Regions from separate parts of the Mus musculus genome. Here region 1 is linked to region 2. Evidence: chromatin contacts called from public Micro-C data. All regions are on one chromosome and are shown on one strand. Each heading gives the region's core, a stretch centred on a gene start, on an enhancer-like site or on the middle of the called end of the contact. The rest is flanking DNA. Distances are from core to core; before and after follow the strand shown. Region 1 holds the start of Aff2 (AF4/FMR2 family, member 2). Region 2 has its middle 210 kb from the start of Gm6812.

Region 1 (3,021 bases), core at 70-2,569, 260 kb after region 2:
ATCTGACTTTTTTTTTCCCTCCCCTCCAGGAGAGATGTTAGATCTTGAGCAAATGACCTAGTGGGGACTCCTAGTTCGTCAAGATCAAAAAGCAAGGCTATCTAGATGGTTTTGAGTGTGTGAGGTGATTAAAAACAAATATTCAAATAGGAAAAGGAAAGAGATCAGGATAAGCCTGATGGCCACTAGGGTAATACTTTAGTTGTACAGATGGGAAAACTGAGGCTAGGAGGTTTTGTCAATGTTGTCTACCGCTCTGCTCACTTCTGGCCCTAGGATTTCAGCACAGTGCCAATACTGTACCTTCCCGGTAAGGACAGTAGGAAAGTAATTCAGATGTCTGGGACTCCAAATTGAACAAGCCTTTATAATCCTGTATATCCTTTTTCTCTTGAGTAGATGAGGAAACTTTTCCTTTGAGGAACTCGCTAAAGGAATGGATTCATCCTTTCCTGGACTAGAAGGACAAGCTGGAAGGAGGAGAGGGGTGTGGTTAAGCCCTCCACGTGCAGAGAGACTGTTCTCAAGCCAGAAGGGAGAAAAGCAGCTGGTGCGTGGGATAGTGGGCACACACCCAGCGGTTTTCCTGTTTCTCAGAGAAGGAAAATGCAGGAGGTTTTTGCCCAAAGCTTAAGGTTGGAAGAAACTAGTACTATAACCACTTATCCCAAGGACCACTCAAGGGGACGCCCTTTATCCCTCCCATTGCAGCTTACTAAATCCAGGGCCCAGAGCTTGCTGACCTACTGAGGGACCAGTACTACTTCAGCCTAAGAGGATATTGCAGCGTGAACTCGGCTGGGATGCGCAGCACCGCAGAAATGGTGAAGGTGACCGCCCTGTCCTCCCTGAACACACATGCCCCGTGATGCAGCCCAGAGGGATGCTGGGGACGCAAAAGTTTGATCCAGTGGTCTGAAAAGAATGTCTGGGCAGGGACTACAGGCAATGGCAGCAGGGCGCTAGCCCTTCCTTGCAGCAGTTTGTGCACTCTTTTCTGATGGCAAATACTACATCCCAGTGGTAGGTTGGGGTGAGGGTGTCCCATTCTGCTAGTCTACACTCTGGTACAGTGAGACCACCTTCTGTGTTCCCCTGTCTGGGTCCCAGGACCTCCTCTGGGTCCTGGGCTAGGTCTGAGTCTTCAGCTCTGCAACTGCCCCCATCAGCTGATTTTGACAGGGGGTGGGGGGCATCCAGGAGCAAGGGCGGGCGGGGCTAGCCCCTGCCAGATCCAAGGATGATAACGTGTCTGCTCCATGTCGCGGCTTCGAGCTGTCCAGGCTCCGCCCCCTGTGAGTGTGTAAGTGTGTGATGCTGTCTCGGCCGCCGCCGCCTGTGCAGCCGCCGCCGCCGCTGCTGCCGCCCCGGCTGCCGCGCCGCGCCACTGCCACTGCCTCGCTCGCCCCCGCCTCTGCCGTCGCCACCCGCCAGCAGCCTGCCAGGCGGGCGGCCCAGGCGACCCCAGCTCTAAGCGGCCGCCACCGCAGCCCGGACGCGCTGGGCAAGCGGGCAGCCGCGGAGCGAGTGGACCAGAGCGGGAGGTCAGGCTCTTGCCTGCCCGGTGCCATCGCTTCCGCTGCCGCCACTGCTCCGGAGCGCAGGACTAGGTACCCCGGGCGCCCGCCGCTGCCGCTGATGCGGCCCCAGCACTTTTAACCGGGTAGGAGGGCCAGAGAGCCGCGCCGCCGACCGCAGCCAGAGAGCCGCGCAGCTCAGAGCCGCGCCGACACGCAGCGAGCAGGGACAGACGGCCGCCAGCCGCCGCCGCCCCGCCGCTATGGATCTATTCGACTTTTTCAGGGATTGGGACTTGGAGCAGCAGTGGTAGGTGTTAAAATTCCCCTTCTCTTTTGATGAGCGGGATCCCCGGTCTGGTCTGGGCTTTTCGCCTTTGTTAAGAGGAGCCAGAGCTGTTGTGGGGGGCGCCCCGGACACTCTCCCACTTGCTCCCAGACACCTCTAGCTTTGGCTTCAGTGACTCCTTGGTCGGGTGCTGGGATGGGGGAGGTGCGGGGACAGGGAAAGATGTGGGCAAGAGCATCCCTTTGCACTCCAAGTCTAAAGAGTTGCAGCCGGCCCATAGCAGCTTCAGTGCCACCCACCCGCACAACAACCTCCTGGGGTCTTTTCTCACCAGTGGCTGATTGGGTAGGATCCAGTCTTAAATGCTTTAACTTTCCAGTTGCCAGTGCCTGCAGCCAGTGGCGGGAGAAAAAGCGACAGCCAGGTACCCAGAGGCCACCCTCAGCTTGCTCAGCGGCCACCGCCCACGCTGTTGCCACCTCAATCCCCACCCAGAAAGGCATGGGTCCAAAACCTAATGCCTATCCAGCCTAAGTTCCTCTTCTCAGAGCAGCGTCTTCAGGGGCCACTGCACTAGGGACCTCCAGTCCAGTTGCCTTTAGCGCTTGACTTTCAAGTGGAAGGGTGTTTGAAGTTGGCCCCTAAAGTCTTCAGCTCCGAAGTCAATGAACATTTAATTAGCCTCTGAACCCCCATTGGCTTCCCAGTGGGAGGCAGCCTTAGGTTTGTGTATTGGACACACAGCTAGAATCCCCAGGTTTAGCCTGCTTTAAACAAAATACCGTAAAGTTGCGGAGAGATCCTGAAACATGGTGCAAAGGTGACTGTGGTGGGGGTGGGGGAGCAGAAAGTTCTTTCTCTCTGTGTTGATGTACAGGCGCACATGCATAGTGCTCCTCAGATCTATTAACTTTAGAAAAACTTCACCATTTACTATAAACATTATCGTTCTTTATAAGTCACAATATTTTAATGTACCAGTCCCCCCGCCCATGCCCAAGTGTTTAGATGAGGAAGGAGGCAGCCACAGGAGCAGAGACTTCAAGTGGCACTCTTGCCCTTTAAATGTAGTGAGGATAATCTGTAGTGCCCACCAACAGTTTGAAATCTTTTGCAATGTTCAGACTACTAGCTACTGGCCATGAATGCTGTGCCTTTTTTTGCAGGGATTTCCATTGTCAATGTCATGTTTTAGGCAATTTCCTTCTTTAAAAA
Region 2 (2,850 bases), core at 133-2,632:
GTCCCCATTTGCTCCTCCAGTCCTTCTTCCAGCTCCCCCACCAGGGTCCCTGAACTCAGTCTGATGGTTGGCTCTAAGCATTCACATCTGCATTGGTCAGTTGCTGGCTGAACCTCCCAAGGAACAACACATTGTTTAATGATTAAACTGCACTTTTTAAATGATTAAATCTACTGCAGAAAAGATGTTCCTTTGATGATGCACAAAAGCTACACATATATATGGATATAAGGATAAATATTTAGTATGGCATTAGAGTTTATGCCGGTTTAGAAAATTGGTTACAATAGGTTATCCAGTGGATTCTGTGGTCCTATCTCTCAAAGGTAGTTAGCAAATTTATAGTACCAGACACAGATTTCCTCTTATTGAATAGGCCTTAATATTTGATTGAGTGATTGTTGCTTACCTTTAAGATATAAACATCACTATTGTACTTTTCAGAATATCTTGCCATACTTGTCATAATGGTTCCTTGGTGTTGCAGCTGGATAGGACTATTTAATTGCTCTTCTCTGTTGGCAGCTTGAATGGCTCTTTCCAAAATTATGAGAGCTGGTCCTCAGTGAGGTGGTTTCCAGGACAGATCCATAGTGGTTCTTCCAAAGCTTATGGCTAAAGTATGTGCTATATTCAGAAAAAGGGTCTTACCTTCATTTTTTTTTTTGAGGCAAGCAAAGGCAATGACAATAGTGTATATTATTTTAGAAGTCTCTTGTACTTCCCTAACCAAAAATTTAATCAGAGGTTTCCCGTACCCAGCTCTCTGTTTATGTTAGATAGAGTATGAATTCTGGAGGAAGAAGATTGTCACCCCACTTGTCAGAGCTTCAGTTAAACTATGACACACTCACATATAAAATGTTATTTTAAATATCCAAAAATATCATAAAATAATATTTTTACAAATTGCTTTTTTAAACATCCAGGAGTCTGCATGATAATTCTTTGAACAAAAAAGCATTTAAACAATGTTTATAACACCATGATAGTCAAACAAAATATGAAATGAGCCAGCGTCACTCTAACTTTCATGTTCTATGTCTGAGCATAGTTGCTTTTTTTTGTTTGTTTGTTTTTTTTTTTCTGGAGGTAAAAGCATCACCATGAGATTGGAAAATCCTTTATTAAAGTTACCCTTTCCCATGTTGTAGTGGGTAATGGGGTGTGCTCTTGGAGCAGTGGATAAGGAGTAGTTGAGCAGTGAGAAGACAAGAAAGCAGCGTGGCAGCAGGGGAAAGTAAGTGGAGCTTGTTTCCATAGGGAAAGAAGTTGTAGGGAAGAAGAGAACCTTGGAAGAGATATTTGCTACTTGACCCTGGGACATTCCATAGCCTGGGAAACTAGCCAGGACAGCGTGGATACTCTGGCTGCATGGCCTTCTGACATAGTCCTCTTATCTATAAACACAATTAAAACGTTTTATTGCAGTATTAGTAGATAATCATAATAGACTTCTAATCGTCTTCTTTTACTGCTTTTCATTTCAGAAACCTGACACCACTGTCTAATCAGTTCCTACGCAAGCTCTTGACTCTTTTCTTTCAATCTCTACGCAGTGAATCCAGTAGCAAATCTCATGAGGTCTACATTAAAGCTGAGCCAATCTTTGTTTATGTCTCGCTTTTTCTAGCAAGGCACTGGCCAGTATCTGGTTCTCTCTTTATTGTACGTTCATTATCATTCCCTTATACCCATCGTTATCTGCCACTAATCTCTTTGGCTAAGTAAAAAATTCTTCTAAAATGCAAATCGTCTTATGTCATTGTGCTTGAGATACAGTCCACACTCTGCATTCCTATCCAGTGCTTATGAGGTCTTTACTAGTCAGTCCCTGCCAGTTTCTTTGACTATCTGTTACATTCACCAGGCTTGATAAGTTCCAGCCCCTCTAAACATAAGCTTGCATTTGTGAAAACATTACATTTCTCTAGATATTCCCTCTTCTTGGAGTATTATTTTTCATATATCTGCAAATTTGTATTTGCATGACTGGCTCCTTCCATCCATGAGGCCTGTACTCAGACTTAGTCCTCAGACCTATTGAATCATCAGAAAGGAGTGCCTGTATCCATATTCTCCCTGTGACATCTGTCCATTTCCATTTTATTTATAATTCTTGTACCTGTACAATTTTATCTGTTTTTCATGCTGATTTCCGATTACCAGAGATGAGCTGCATGAAAATAAAGACAATTGTTATCTTATTTCCACAATCTTTCTAGTACCTGGAACATTGCCTGGCACACAGTAGGTCTTCATGATTTTATTTTCTTAAAAACAAATAGATGAATGAATAAAAATATGAATGATTAGAATGAATTTCTGTGATGATTACAGGAAATAATAGGAAAGAAATGATCTGGGCAGTGTTTCTCACTGTTTTCTGCCGTATGCTCTGCCTACTCATGTGCTGCTAATTCGTTTTGTAAATTTTCAGGGGTTGATTCTTTAGTTCCTTGGCACTTACAGCATTTATTTTGGCTTAATGTTCCATCACCCCATTTCATATTTCTGAAGATGGGAAAGCCTGAATTATTAGGTGAAGGAATTAGAATTTACTTTAGGGAATGGTATGTTTATCCATTCACAGTGATTCCTCCCCCTTTGCTAGAGGATCTGGTTTGGGGGTATCCAAGGACCATAAACCACAGGTTTAAAGATGAGCTGTGTCAACAGTCTTTTATTTTTTCAGAGAAGGTGAAGTGAGAAGTCGATTCTCTTTGTTTGTGGTGCTCTGAGAGCAGCTTTAACAGAAAATACTGTCATTTGTGAATAAGTGCTGAAAATCCTAAGGATGTTTGTCTCAGTGGCGTGAGTTCCTATTTTCTCCCAACTTATCAAACTAGT

What was found. Hi-C and Micro-C count contacts between places; a contact is called where the count stands out from the background.
Region 1: a contact with region 2 is called in a Micro-C map of granulosa cells, with 2.9 times the contacts expected there. The contact joins the promoter of Aff2 here to the enhancer-like site in region 2. A contact is called at or near these places in 5 of 39 promoter capture datasets (frontonasal cranial neural crest, hippocampal neurons, liver and 1 more), 1 of 484 Hi-C or Micro-C datasets (granulosa cells) and 2 of 9 other capture datasets (embryonic stem cells and liver).

What each region holds. Positions count from the first base shown.
Region 1 is chrX:69,359,012-69,362,032 of GRCm38.p6, forward strand. It overlaps Aff2 (AF4/FMR2 family, member 2), which reads left to right and starts at 1,320. Exons shown (of 20, transcript NM_008032.3): 1 at 1,320-1,827. The coding sequence starts at 1,781.
Region 2 is chrX:69,099,064-69,101,913 of GRCm38.p6, forward strand. No RefSeq gene overlaps it. Among named protein-coding and RNA genes, the nearest start is that of Gm6812, 210 kb to the left of the region's middle. Within about 2 kb of position 1,383, at least 3 of the 459 cell types and tissues checked have an H3K27ac peak or open chromatin away from gene starts, as enhancers often do. A contact at or near this core is called in granulosa cells, where this site is marked.